2 separate regions of the Mus musculus genome follow, and region 1 is linked to region 2. A link is a contact called in public Hi-C data. All regions are on one chromosome and are shown on one strand. The core of a region is the stretch at or near the end of the contact, and the rest is flanking DNA. Distances in the headings are between cores, read along the strand shown. Region 1 holds the start of Smug1 (single-strand selective monofunctional uracil DNA glycosylase). Region 2 holds the start of Gm28876 (a long non-coding RNA gene).

The links. A called contact is a pair of places that touch in the nucleus more often than the background predicts.
Region 1: a Hi-C map of stem cell-derived motor neurons shows a contact between it and region 2, with 6 times the contacts expected there. The contact joins the promoter of Smug1 here to the enhancer-like site in region 2. A contact is called at or near these places in 3 of 39 promoter capture datasets (cranial neural crest, embryonic stem cells and macrophages), 3 of 15 datasets of contacts at CTCF or cohesin (embryonic stem cells and stem cell-derived epiblast-like cells), 22 of 484 Hi-C or Micro-C datasets (B cells, the CH12 cell line, the HL-1 cell line and 11 more), 13 of 115 datasets of contacts at active chromatin or transcription factors (the SCID.adh cell line, differentiating embryonic stem cells, embryonic hindbrain and 5 more) and 4 of 9 other capture datasets (adipose tissue, embryonic stem cells, liver and 1 more).

Annotation. Positions count from the first base shown.
Region 1 is chr15:103,158,145-103,165,517 of GRCm38.p6, forward strand. It overlaps Smug1 (single-strand selective monofunctional uracil DNA glycosylase), which reads right to left and starts at 5,140. Exons shown (of 6, transcript NM_027885.3): 1 at 5,128-5,140; 2 at 3,659-3,830; 3 at 2,941-3,081; 4 at 13-83.
Region 2 is chr15:103,101,283-103,108,625 of GRCm38.p6, forward strand. Gm28876 (a long non-coding RNA gene) reads right to left here and starts at 3,116. Exons shown (of 3, transcript XR_875698.3): 1 at 660-3,116. Within about 2 kb of position 5,734, at least 3 of the 459 cell types and tissues checked have an H3K27ac peak or open chromatin away from gene starts, as enhancers often do. A contact at or near this core is called in stem cell-derived motor neurons, where this site is marked.

The DNA.
Region 1 (7,373 bases), core at 3,890-6,389, 56 kb after region 2:
GCTACAAAGTACCTGCAAAGGCAAATTGAAGGGAGGATTTATCTCATCTCTCAGAGAGTACAGTTCATCACGGTGGGTCGTGGCTGCAGGAGAAAAACACATTGCAGCCGTAGTCAAAACTCAGAAAGCAATAGATGCCTATCTATATTCAACTATATCTATCTCTCTCCCTAAACAACCTTCCCCGTGGTTTTATGAGACCGGTTCTCACTATGCAACCTTGGATGGCTTGGAGTTTGAAATGCTGACCAGGCTAGCCTTGAACTCATGGAGGTCCTCATGTCTCTACCTGGTATTAAGGGTGTATGTTATCACCCCTGGCTAGAGCTCTTCTTTTTATGCTGTGCTGGCTACTTTTTATGTCAACAAGCTAAAGTCATGTTGGAAGATGGATCCTCAATTGAGAAAATGCCCCCCCCCCCAGTCTGGCCTGTGGGCAAGCACCTGTGGTGCGTTAGTTACCCTGACTGGTGAATAACATGGAAGAGCTCACTGTGGGCAGTGCCAGCCCCGAGCTGATGAACCTGGTTGCTATTAAAGAGCAGCTGAGCAAGCCATGGGAGCTAGCCAGGGAACAGCACTTCTCCATGGCTTCTGCTTCAGCTCCTGCTTCTAGGTTCCTGCTTTGAGCTCCTGTCCTGACTTCCTTGATAATGGACTGTGATATGGAACGGCAAGCTAAAATAAACCCCTTGGTTGCTTTTGGTCATGGTGTTTTATCCCAGCACTAGAAACCCTAAGACATCCAGGACCCCAGCCAATGGATGGTACCACACACGTACAGTTCAGGCTTTCTCTTCTCAATTAACCTAATTTAGAAACCCTTTCACAGACCATGCCCAGAGATTCATCTTCAAAATGATTCCAGATCTGTCAAGTTGGCACAGATATTAACCATAACAGTACCCTCATCCCAACCCTTCCATCAGGTGAGGCTGGAACCATCAGGTCTTAGTCCATGCTGAACACAGAGAACATCTTCTTAGTTTTCTCTGCCCTCTCTTCATTTTCCCCCTTCAGTATTAAGAGTTAAACCTGAGTTTTCAACCATGCTAGGCAAGTGCTCTACAGTCCTAATGCTTTTTACGTTTCGATGGGTGGGGAGTGGAGTGCATGAGGGGTGTCTCATAAGATACTCAGGTCAACCTTGAATTTACTCTGTAGCCTAGACTGGTCCTGATCTTGTAATCCTGTTGCCACAGCCTCTGAAATAAATGAGATTACAATCTACATAAGCAGGTATGTCTACTAATATAATTTCTTTCCTCTCTCTTTTGTGTGTGTGTGTGGGGGGGGGGGAAGGGTACAATTCTTTAAAAAAAAAAAAGTGCCAGGCATCATGATAATGCCTTTAATCCCAGCACTTCAGAGGCTAGTGGATTTCTGAGTTTCAAGGCCAGCCTGGTCTATAGGATAGCCAGGGCTACAGAGAGAGAACCTGTCTCAAAATACACAACCCCCTCAAAAAAGGTATTTGTGAGTGTGTGTGTGTGTGTGTGTGTGTGTATACACTCATCTGTGGTGATCAAGGAAGCCCCTGGAACTGGAGTTACAGAAAGTAGAATGTTGTTGAGCTTAAGTGGGTGCTGGGAACTCAACTCGGGTTCTCTGCAAGAGCAGTACATATTCTTAACCAGCAAATCATATCTCTAGCCCCTTCTCTTATGTATTTATTGAGATAGAGCCACAGGTCTCAAGCTTGGTAAGAAGCTGATGATGGTCATGAACTCCTGATCTTCCTGCCTCCGCTTCTAAAGAGCTGGGATTACAGCCTGCAGCAGGCCAGGCTACACTGTCAGAACACATCTACTGCTATCCTCTCTCTCCAATGTCATCCTTAATAAAACCAGTCCAGCCAGGATGAGCATGTCCTGGAAACACTATGCTGACAAATGAGATGCAGGTGCACAGCCACAGCCCAGAGACTTGGGAAGGCTAATTACAGCAGCTTCCAGGTGGCAAGCAATTGCTCTACGCCAGGTACACCTCATTGATCTTCATAACAACCCCATGAGGTGGGTATTATTGCTCCCATGTTACAAGCCAGGAGACTGAGGCTTAACAAGATCAAGCAACTTGCCTAGGGTCATGCAGTTAGCAAGTAATGAAGCTGGGATTTGAACCCACACTATCTGACTCACGCTATGCTCTTAACCACCCACAGCATCTTGCCTTAGATGGTTTTATGAGCCACCCTACTAATTCTACAAGCCCCTAACCCCAGCCCAGCTTCTTTCCCACACTCGAGAATCCTCTGAGGTAAGTAAGATGATTACACAGACTCTGAATAGACTCTTACAAGCTACGCAACCATGGCCAGAACCTCAGGTTTTCACATCTGAATACTAAGGATAATAATACCCACTTCATAAAGCTGTCTATGCATGGGAGAGGGGGAAGAAGCCCGGCAGCATGCCTTCTGAACGGCAACAGCTGTTCTTTCCCACACTCCTATGCACACCCAGTGCTTGTCCCTGGCCATTCCACTCACTTTCAAAATGCTTCTCCTACCCCTACTCCCAAAATTTTACACAGGTCATTTCTACAAACCCAACCAAATATGATCCTTGAATTAACCAGGACATCAAACAGCAGCCAACCAAGAGGATAACCCAACATATCTAGTTCATACTCCTCCTTCAAGATGCAGCTCAAACCACCTCCTTGGTAAGCTTTGCCTCTTCAGTATACGGAAACGTTCCTCAGACCCCAGCCCACCCCACAGCTAGGATTATAAAACGTTGAAGGCTTGATCTCCAGCTATCAGAGATGGCTGGATAAATGAGGATGCTAACATCATAGGCTACTAGAAGTGAGGCCTCATTGGAGGAAGCAGGTCCCTGGGGGTGTGTCTTTGAAGGGTGTATCTTGGCCCTGATCCCTTCACCGCTACACCCCTTCTTTCTGGCTAATATATGAGGAGCTTTGCCCTATACCCACCTTTCCACCATGATGTTCTGCCTCAGCACAAGCCACGAGGCCAAACAGCCAGGGACTGGAACCCCTGAATCTGTGACCTAGGTTCTAGCTTTCCTCTCTCATGCTGTTTTTCTCAGAACAATGAACTGCCTGGCATTTTGGCTGTGAAGCCAAGACATATGTATCTCAAAAAAAGTGATTTAGATGTGCAGGAGAAGGCTGAGAGCCACTGGGTACTGCCAGAATTAGTGGCTTCTTCATGACTTCACCCTTTTGCCTCCCCAACCAGGGTAAGGAAGACTAGAAGCCAGGTTCTAGTCTATCCCCACCACATCTATAACATCCTAGGTCTTATCACCAACCCCTGCCCAGCTCTATCCATTTCCACTCTATCTATCAGTCTTGTTTAGAGCTACCTTTAAACAAAACATTTTTGTTTCTCTGTGCTAGGGGTGGAACCCTGGAGCCAGGCAAGGACTTTACTACTGAGCTGCCCTGATCCTTAATGAACCATTACTGATGGATTCCTCTCTACCACCCATAACCCCAGTATGAGAGAATGATGGTAATAATAGTATATCACTAAGCTACATCACTAGCTCCCACTGCCTCTGCTGCTTCCTCCTCTCCCTCCTCCTCCTTCTTTCTTTTAGACTTTATTTTTATCTTATGCGTTTTGAGACAAAGTCTCACTACATGGCTTTGCCTGTCCTAAAATTCAAGATGTAGACCTACTAACCTCCAACCAGTGGCCTTCTTCCTGCCTCAGTCTCCCGAGTGCTGGGATTACCTGGATGTGTCACCATAGCAGGCTAGAAATCTGGTTTGTCCACACAGGCTCCCAGAACATTCTGGAAAGCTGAGGACGGTGTGGCGAACTGGGTTTTCTGGGACCTTTGCTTTGCAAGTCCCTGTGTAGAACCAATATTAGAAAAAACAGCACAGGGATCTCTCTCAGGTCTAAGATGGGTCTGCTCTGGGCTGAAGACAGCAAGGATAGGCATGCACAGAAGTGAGGAGAGCTTATTTTCACTGTTCATCTGGTAGCAAGTGTCACAGGCTAACTAGAATGCTAGTCCTGGTTTCCTCTCTTAAACGGTTCTTTCTCTTAACAGTTGTTTTTATTTACTAGGGAGAGCAAGCACACCTTAGCAACTCATGTGGCAAAAGATAACTTTTGGGAGCTGGTTCTCTTCTACTGTCAAGGCTCTGAGGAATGAATATAAGTCATCAGGTTTGGTGGCAAGAGCCCTACCAGCCAAGACATCTAAGAAGGTTCTCTTGCACAAATCACTTTAAGGCTCTTCTCTATAGGAACCATCAACCTACCTCCAGCAATTGTTTATTTCTTAAATATTTGAGTCCCTCATATGTTGGGGGGATAACTCCAAAATAAGATATAAGACAGGTTTGGGATAAGCCATGAAGAGCTAAGAGGACAGATATAATCTGAGCTTTGCTGTCCTGGACAAAAAATCAAAAAAAAAAAAAAAAAATTCCTAGCAGGAAGTCTGACAGTCCTCCCTAAAGTCACCAACAGCCATAAGCTCAATGCCTGATGCTGCAACTCAGTGGAGTGTATACCAAAGATGAATGAAGCCTTGGGTTCAATCCCCAGCACTGTAAACCAGGTATAGAAGCTCGTATCTATCAGCTCAGCACTCAGGAGGTAGAGGCGGAAAGATGAGAAGATCAGGAGCCTTTTGTGTGTGTGTGTGTGTGTGTGTGTGCATTTTTTCCCCTCAAAAAGCAAAATGCCTTAAGAAACATGTCACACATTTCAAATTACATTAAAAAACAAAGGGCAACCCTGAGATACATCCAGGCCACAGTGCGATGGAGGCTCATTAAGTAAAAGTACTGGCTGCTCTTTCAATGGTTCTCAGTTTAATTCCCAGCACCCATAATGCGGCTTGCAAGAGTCAAACTGCAGTCCTATAGTATCCAATGTCCTCTTCTGGTGTGCAGACAAAACACCCATATATAAAAAATAACATAAATAAACCTAAAACAAAAATAAGAATCCAAGCCACTAGCTAGCCGCTGTCCCTTGTAGGTGGTACAGAAATCCACAGGATTTAAATCAAAACAGCGCTGCAGGGCTCACAGGGGCCCCTTGTAGGCCTTGGAGTCACAGAGCGGCTACCTCTCCGGAACTCCGAGAGCCCCCACCGCCCTTCCCAGAGATCCAGCCCCCTACTCCCTCACCTGCACAAGCTCCCCATGCAGCTTCCGCTTCCTTTCTTCGTCCTGGCGCGGAGGGCACTGGGAGTTGTAGTCGACAGCATTTAAATAAGAAGAATGGCTAGCGACGTCTGCTTCCGCCGGAAATGCCAAATCCCCGGAAAACTCGCTAAAAGAGTTCCACGGGTCGCTGGGGATTGTAGTTTAATAATATGATTTACATCAAGACGTCACAACCATCTGGACTCTGCAGCCATCCCCAATACCTCATCCACCAGAGACCTTTCCCTCTTGCTGCCCCGAGGTATAAGGCATCATCTTTGCAGCCCTCCAAGGGCCATTAACTGTTTACATAACATCCAAAGAGGCAACCGTGTGGTTGTGGCGGATCTACAGAGTGAGTTCCAGGACAGCCAGGGCTACACAGAAACCCTGACTCGACAAAACAAAACAACCAAACAAATATCCACGAAGGCATTTCTCTCAGCACCTACCTCTTTGACAGTGAACATCCCTGTTAGCATTAGCATCTAAATCCACAGCCTCGCCATTTTAATCTGTTTCTCTCTTGCCTTGACATCTGCCAGCCTGTATCCTGAATTGGGTTTCTCCAAGAAGCAAAATCAAAACCATCCTTTTATCAATGTGAGGAGATGTATTGTGGAAATACGCTCACAGCCCTATGGGACCTGCTGCCTGTAAGCTGGAGAACCAGGGAAGCCCTTTGTGTTAAGAGCCCTTCCTTAGTCATTGGTTGCACTGGACTCTGAACAGGTTGGTGGTGCCCACCCAGGTTAGTAAGGAAGATCGTCCTGACTCAGATTTTTGTTTATTTACCAACTCTTATGTCTCCTGGCCCTCATAAGTAGACATATATAAATAACACATCCCATCTTTCCAGACTCTCCTACAATAGTCTTCCCAGGAAGCCTTCTCCAACAAACTTTAATCCCTAATTGCACCTAACTAGCCCCTCAGCACTGACTTCCAAAGCCATTCACACCCTGCTTTGTTCCTATCTAACTGGACATTTCACTGTGACTTTTCACTCAACTGGAATCTTCCATGGGTAGATATCTTCTGGGTCCCTTGCCTTCCCCAATACTCATGCCGGGGGAAGCCAGGGCTCTCATCACCAAAGCAAAGTCCCCAATGGGTGCTAGGGAAGAAGACCAGGGAACCCAGAACACAATGCCTTTCCCAAGACTGCTCTAGCATCCAGATAAAAGCAGTGGGTGCAGCTGTTGTGAGTAGTGACCATCCAGCATCAAGGTGAGGAATCACTCACCTGTATTCCATCGAGGCTGCCCCTTACTTGCTGAGCTGTAGTGCACAGCAGCCTTGTCCCTCTGGGTCTTGCCACTTTCTTTCTGTACGATTTGTCGCTCACCTCTTCCATGGCTTGCTTTCTGTCTCTAGGTGCCTCTATCTTCCCCTGGGCACACCTCAATATCTCTACTTCCTCTGCAATGAAGAAAAGTAAACTTCGTGAACAGGACTCTCTATCTCTGTTTTCTGCACATTTTCCTGTCTCCAAACAAACAAAACCTCACCATAGTGTTGTCTTGTTATTTAAGAATCCTAAGAGCCTGTTGAGACAGGAGGGCTGTATGTAACACCACAGCTCTGGGAGAGGAGGAAGGGGTATCAGAAATTCAGGAAGTTCCTCTGCTACATATCACATCCGAGGCCAGCCTGAGATAAGTGAAATCTTGTCTAAAAAAAGGAAAAGAGAAAAAAGAAGTTGGTGGAAGGATGCAAGGAATTAATTATAGACTTCATTTTCCGTTCAGATACCTGTGTCCCCCATAATTTTTTGGCTTACCCGATTCTTCCAGTGGGTTTTTGTTCCTGCTTCAGGGGTAGGGGTTGGTGGTAGTGGTGGTGGTAGTGGTAGTGTTTTGAAACAAGGTCTCATCTTGGCTGCCCTGGAACTCACTACCGAGACCAGACTGACCTCACAGAGATCTGCTTGACTTTATCTTCCAAGTGCTAGAATTGAAGTCCCATACGGGTCACCACCCCCAATTCAATTTATACCCCTCAGCATCTGCCTTCTCATGGAGCTCTGCTAAAGATTCTTAGAAACAAGACCCAGAGATGAAAGGTGAGCATAGCCCTTCCCTAGTCTCCTGACCCTCCAGAAGCTTCCAACGGACAGGCTGACAATGTCTGTTGGTCCTGTGAGATAAGGGGGACAGTAGATTCTGGCCGCAGCCAAGAAAGAGCTAGCAGGTGCGCTCTAAGCTGTGAAGGGGCCTCTGAGGCCC
Region 2 (7,343 bases), core at 4,484-6,983:
AATTGAAGTGAATACATAAAAGTCAAAGTTTTTTTTAAAAGTGAAGAAAATGTGTAAAATATTCCACATTGTTATTCCCATAGATCCACTGGAACTTACCAAAGAGCTTGTTCACCTCCCCTAAGGTTTCCCAAACAATAAAGTCGTTTACAAAACAAAAAGAGGGACCAATACAAAACTAAATCCCAGTCCACCTGGAGGGGAAAAAACTGGAGATGCTAAACCGCATAAAAACTAGTAGGGAAAGAGAAAATTTAAAATATGGAAAGTGTTTATTTGTAAATGCTGACCTGAAGAGGGGGGTGGAGAAGCGAGGTGAACTTGACATCGCTAAAGAACTAGTGTACAAAGATGTAATTCATCCCCAGGGACAGTAAACACTCCCGGAGTAGAGTTTCCCAAGAGAAGGGAGGAAAGACTTCTGAAAGAATAAAGCATCGCCAATCCTCTGCCTCCCCCTACCCCCGCCCCCGCCCCCGCAGAAAGTACAACGAGCCTAATTCCCCTCCAAATAGGATTACGCTAAGGAAAACAAGAGAATTCTTCTTTCAACTAAGAGAAAAACAAAATTGGATTTCAGTTGTCTGATGGAACAAGAAGAGAGGCTAGTCTGCAGGTGCTTGGAAAAAGTGGGTGTTGATGGGCAGGGACCAGCTTACCTGGCTGTGCTGTCGGTCAGGAGTGGAACGAAGAACACTGCTGTAAAGAAAAAGGAGGGCCCGGGGATCCGAGTTTCCCTAGACAAACAGGCTGGGCAAAAAAACTGGGGGGTGCTGTCTCCCCCTCCGCCAGCCTCCCTCCCACCGGTACCTAGGCCTAGAGAGCTACTGAAAGTTACAAATTGCTTCCATTATTAGCTCATCCGGGGCGGCCTGGTCATTGGCCAGCCCGCGAGCACGTGGTGTCTCGTACCAATAGATCGAATTTCTAGTTGCAATTCTCTGTCTGTCCCTCGGCTCCGGAGGGGGGGGGGGTGTAATAGCGCGGGAGGTGGGGCTAAGGGGACCCTCATCCTCCCTTTCCGACAAGTGGGGGTCCTGAGCGCTGCCCAGAAGGGGTCCAGAGAATGTTGTGGGCTGGGGCACACCCGCCGGGGCAGAAATTGGAGGACACCACCGACGTCGACAGAATCCTTTCTATCCTTCCTTTCAGCTGCCCGGTGTTCTCCACCCCTGCGTTAGCACTCTGTAGTCTGGGGACCTCCCGGGAACGTCCCGGGGCTAGCAACCAAGGGGGCTCTCGGATGCTCTGTGGATCGCCGCTTCGCCCTTACTTTGGGGACGGTCACACGCGTCCCGCTTCCCCCGGTCGCTTTAGATCAGGCGTCTGCGCCCTCCCCGGCTCCTCACCCCCACCCCCAGAGTCAAATGTGGGCCTCTCCTGGAAATCCTTTGCGAAGGGGACAAACTTTTGAGTGGACGAAAATCTATTGGAGCCTGTCCAGAGCAGGTGAGCGGGGCCTGGAGCGCGAAGCTTCAGTCTGGAAATTTGCGGCTCTGGTTCTCTCTCTCTTCCCCTTTCTCCACCCTGCTTTCTTTGCAGGCGAACTCTGACCCGCGCGTCTTCAGCCCTTCGAGGGATCTGGGCTGGGGGTGGGCAGCCATAAGTTTTGGGCTTAGGACATCTTCTCCTTCTTGAGTTTGGGCACTAGGGTGGCAGCTGGCAGGGGTGGGAAGAGTAGGGATGCTTCTGAGACGAGGGAAGAAAAGTGAAAATTGGGGCAAAGAGACCTAGAGTCTGCAGGGGATTCTTTTCCCCAAATGCAACTTGAAGGAACTTCAAAAAGTTTTTTTTTTTCCCAAGTGCTTGGTGGGGAGGGAAAACAGAGTTGGGGTTTGAGGTTTTAGGTAAGGGGTGGTGCGGTATTGCTAGCTCCAGGGTCTGGACTAAGTACATCCAAAGAACCTAATAATCCCAAACCTTTTCGTCCCAATAGGCCTTAGGGACCCTTGGACTTCCCCAGGAACAGATCCACAGAAAGGGAGAGGACCCCCAGAGAGTTTCTGGCAGTGCTGGGATGTAGGTGGGATAAGGCCCAGCCTTTTCTGGGATCCCTCTACTGATTTTAATTTAGGAGAGGTGCAAGATGGAACACTCACAGTGCCTTTACTATTGTTTCTAATCTAGTTTGACTCAGAGACCCATTTTTCTAGGGTGTATGCAACTTTCCCTCCCCCTTCTGGCTCTATAACCTACAACCTTCCTGCAGTCTCCAGTACCCCAAGGAGACTAGGGAAAGGAGAGATACCCTACAGGAAGAGATGAGAAGGTTTTCAAAGGGAGTTAAGATCAGAAGTCCTTCAGAGAGCTACGTTGGAGCCGGACTAGAGCGCAGGACGGCAGGTGGTTTAAGGGGTAGTGGGTCAGGCAGGCCATCGAAAGTGCAGTGTGAATGGTCACCTAACTGGTACCCGGGGTGTACCTGCACTTGAGGTTTTTAGGTCAGGGTCCTCTGGGAACCTGAGGCTGGATGAATCAGGCTAAATGTAAATGCAAAAACTAAAAATTGCATTTGGAGCAATTTGGGGGAAGGGCAGTGGGTTACTTGGATCGAATGGTGTCTCTGGCCCTGCAGGCCACTAGGCCCCACTTAGACTGGAGCATCTGTGGGGGAGGGGATGCTTTGTCCAGGAACTGGGTTCTCCCAGACCAGGTTAGAACAGCTTCGGGATGTGGGGTAGGGGGTTGGAGTTGGGAGTGGAGTAACTGCCTAGAATAAGTTTGCCGTGGTTGGCTAAATCTGGACTTTGAGAGGAACCCTAAAGAGGTAGGCACCAAGGGAGTGGCATTCAAATAGGAGTGTGATCAGGGTTAGGGTTAGGGTTAGGGTTAGGGTTAGGGTTAGGGTTGGTGATGGCTCATGCCTGCAATCCTAGCACTCTGGGAAAAACCAAAACCAAAACCAAAGCTTTTCAGAGAAAAGCACAGGGTCATTGGCTTCCCCCTCCCCCTTCAATTAATCTGCTCCCTTTGCTTCTGTCTCCTCAACACCCCCACTCACCCCCAATGTGGGGCCTGTCTCTCCTTTTCTCTTTGCATTCCCCTCATGCTCTTTTTTCTCTTAGGATTGATGGAGCCACAAACAGTTTAGAACAGCTTTCCTAAGCCTATAGTGAGTCCCACCCACTGGGACATGTTAAGTAAGGGGACACCCAGGAATAGGGTCCCAATCTGAGGGGAATTGAGAAAGAACAGTGTGAAGGGTGGGTAGGTGGGTGCTGACCAGGCCTTCCTCTGGGGAAGGGTCCGTTGATGCCATCTGTACACTGTAGGATAGACTTAGAAACAAAGAAAGATAGCAAGATGTGCCAGGAAAATGCAGAACAACAAAGACAAGAGACTGGGCGGGCAGGAAAAAAATGTGTCTGCATGCCTGTAAAATCCCAAGTGCCCAGCCAGAGGAAGAGACTCTGAGAGACCAGGAAGGAAGGAAGCATATAGAAAAGAAATATTGGCAGAGGGCAGAATGGAGAGGCAGAATCTGGCTCATTTGGGTTTGGTTTGGTTTTGTGTTAAAATGAGGGATAAAACACACACACACACACACAGAGAGAGAGAGAGAGAGAGAGAGAGAGAGAGAGAGAGAGAGAGAGAGAGAGATTCATTCCCAGCCCATCTCACTGGCTTGCAGTGCTCCATCACCCAGCCAAGATGATGTTGCTGAACAAGTGTAGGCCAAAGCCTGAGGACCACAGTGCTCTGTCTTGACCCTGATGCCAAAGGGAATCATCACACTGGGCCACCCTGCTCTGGGCTCTGGGTGCTTCACCTCCGTGACCCTGCTTCTTGGTTTGATCACCTGTCAAATATGCCTTTTGCACTACAAGGTTGCTCAGCAGTTTTGACTTCCTTAATAGGTACATGGGAAAAGGAAGAGGAGGGGGCCTGTTCCACCAGGTAGGAGAGGGGAATCTTTGTTTTCTTCATTGATAAGAAGAAAAACCTTGATTTTGTTGTTTCTGGGACAAGGTCTCACTCTAAAGCCTAGGCTGGCCTGGCACTTCCTATGTAGTTCATGATGTCCTTGAACTCATAGCAGACTACTTTACCTGCTTTACCCTTTTGAGTGCTGAAATTTACAGGCATAAACCACCATATACTGCTTAAAGAAAACTTTTCTATCCTTAGCAAATTCTTTACTACACTCGTTTCCATCAGTTACCCCAAAAGACTACAAGGTTAAGGGGTTTCCCCATGCTTGGATAGGTGAGATTCATTTGAGAGGAGTTTGGTATGAAGTTTATAAACTCTGGAGGAACTAAAGAATGAATTCTGTGTAAGAAAGGGCATAGGGCCAGTCTCTGAGCCGAGCAAGTCTCTGGTGCATGGGGTAATTTACAGAACCCATACAAGGGATGAGTTGTCAAAATGACTCTAGACTCTGCTTGGAGAAGAATCAACTTGGTATTTGTTGCCTGTTGGGCCTGTACTACATTACCTATGCCTTGTCCTCAGTGCTCCTGTGGAAACTGCCCAATTAGATTCAAGGTTTGTTTTGTTTGTTTTGGTGTTGAGGCTCAAACCCAATATCTCATGCATGCTAGGCAGGTGCTGTCCCACTGAGCTATCCCCTTCTCCGTGTTGTGACTCAGGTTTCTTTGTGTGTATATAATATATGTCTATGTGTATGATTCAGGTTCATTTGTACATTTGTGTGTGTGAGAGTACTTGTGAGGTCCTGGGGTTCAATCCTCAGCACTACAAAAATAAGATAAAAGTACATCTCCTTTGTTTCCCCCAAAGTGGGATGGGATAAGTCATTGGGTCAGGTCTTCCAAGAGCAGTGTAACCCTTGATCATTGGCTGAGAAATCCCCCAACTCAACAGCTAGAGAGGTAAGCTGGTTCAGTAAAATCTTCACAGTACCCTCTTCAAAGAGGCCTCTGTCCAGCACTTCCTATAACGTTGCCCCTCTTCTTTCCTCCAATCCTCCCCCTCCCTCTCCTCTCCTCCTCCTCCCTCTCCTCCCACCCCCCCACCCCCCGCCTTTGTTTTTGTTTTTTGTTTTTTTTTCCTGGTGTTCTTTCCCCCTTTGTCTATGCTGAGCCAGGACTCTTGATTTTTGTATCCCAGCAGGCCCTGCTCTGAGACCCTGAGGCTGGCTGGCATACACTCTGCCTCTGTCTGGAGTTTATAATGAGGATGCAAATACAGGGATTCAAAGAAGAGGCCCTAAGTGAGAAGCCCGGGGATTTGCTAACCAGGGGCAGGGTACCAGTTGTGACTTTGACCTTTATAGCCTTAACTCACTGTAGACAATTCTGCATTTTCCATTTCCACTCCATCCCTGTTTCTGGGAGAGAGGTGCTGGTGTCCCCAAGGTTACTGCTCTCTGGGGATGAGGGTCAGTATCACAAATTAAAACCTTAAACTTTCTAAAAACGAAAAGCACATTTCCCTATTCTTTGTGTGTTTGGGAGGTTGTGTTTCCCACTAGCCTAGCAGACTCTGACCCCTGAACATCAGAATGTGGATTCCCCTCATTGTCTACACCAACCCCCCAAGAAAGGCTCAATCCAGGTGACTGTGGAAAGGATGAGCCCACACTCACTTCCTCATCCCTCATCTGCTTTGAAGGACTCAGGACCTCAGCAGGCTGAACAGCCATGAGGAGCGAAGCTGAGTGGCTTCCCACCTCCTTTGAGCTCCTCGCAGTTCTGTTTTGTGTGTGGTTTGTCCTCGCCCCTCCTCGGACCTGGAAAATGAATGTTTAACCCCGCTCTGCTCATCTCTCCCTGTGCCCTGTTCCTGTCAGCCTCAAAGCTGCCGGGAGGAAGGACCTGCAGCTTCCAGTCCTGCTCATAGTCAATGAAAATTCAAATTCTCTTCTCAGCAGAAGGGCAGCTGCCTTCTTCTCCGTTTTCCCTGCACACATTGATCTGTCGCGAGGGCACCTGGGGGTCAGAAGAGAGGCCAGGCTCTTTTAATTTGGTCTGGAATTAGCATATCCTATCACACCAAAGGCCAGGATTTCCACATCCAGGAGCAGGAGGTCTTCACCCAGACCTAGACCTGTTCTTAGACCCCTCAAGCCAGCAATGATATCCACATTTGTTGAGGTGGAGACCTAGGAGGGAAAATGAGCAATTTGGCCCATTTTTCAGGCCAGTAGCTGCAGCTGTCTGCTCTGTTAATATTTTCTTCAGTATTCATCACAGGCAAAGCACCGCCTTTACCTCGGAGTGCCTCGAGGATAGGAAGATCTTTGCCACCCTGAGACCTCCGTGTGTTGTGGATAGATACACAAATAAACAGATGGGGAAAAAAAAGACAAATTTGGTGTCTGTCAACTGATTTTCACGGCAGTCTTTGCATTTGTCAGGTGTCGGGCTCTCATGTCTTCTCAGATCTGTCCCTGCCACCCTAGTCGGCAGGGTGACACACAGCCCGCTGCTTTTTCCGGGACTTGGCGCTTTCATGCCCTGAAGTAAAGGGTATGGAATGGGTGGAAAAGGAATGGAGGTCCTGGTTACCTCTCAGCTTTGTAATGCAGACTGTTCCGTCACAGTGCAGGCACATGAGTGTGGGGGTGATGTCATCCGTTTCTCCAGGCTGACGAATATATCTATAAGTTTATCTTGGTATAATTGCACCTCTGAAGGTGAACACAGGGTGTGCGTGTTCAAGATGGTTGCAGAGGTGGACAAGTGGACCCAGTCCTATCTTAGGTGCCCGCCCCAAGCCCAAAGGCCTGTACAGGTCCAACTGCCAGTACGTGGAGGGTGATGTGGGTGTATGAGGCCTGAACATATCTCTGCATACGTGACCCTCTGTGTGCCAGTTTGTGTGCACTGCTGAATTATTACAAAATTACACTGACCCTTACAGAAAATCCATATCAGCCTCAACCCTTCTTCTCCGACCTCTCGACCTCTGGGGTGCCTGAGGAAAGAGCTGACCCGGTCGCAGCCACCCCTAGTCAATGAGCCTCTCTCCATTAGCATAAAACATGAATCTGCTGGCAGCTTGACAGATTATAACTAGCAGCCAGAGTTTTGCCAACTGGCTGGCTTGGGCGCTGTCTATTTATCATTGAAAATGGTAAATCATAAGAATCCAGATGACTTAATTATTCAAATCTACCCAGGGCCCAGAGAAGCTGCAGTCCTGTCAGCCTTAGCCCTGGGCTCAGGGAGGCTGGTGGGGGCTAAAACCCTGGCTTGGAACCAGAAGAGAGAGAAGCAGGTCCAGTCTTCACCCTCCGTGCGGCCCAGTGGGCAGGGCCTTCCTATGCAGCTCCTCTCCTGCCTGCCTTCCTCCCCACCTTTCCTAAAGACAGACTGTCTCTCTGGGGCTCTTCCCTTGGGCGGCCACTGCCTGCTAGCCCTTCTCAGCCCACACAG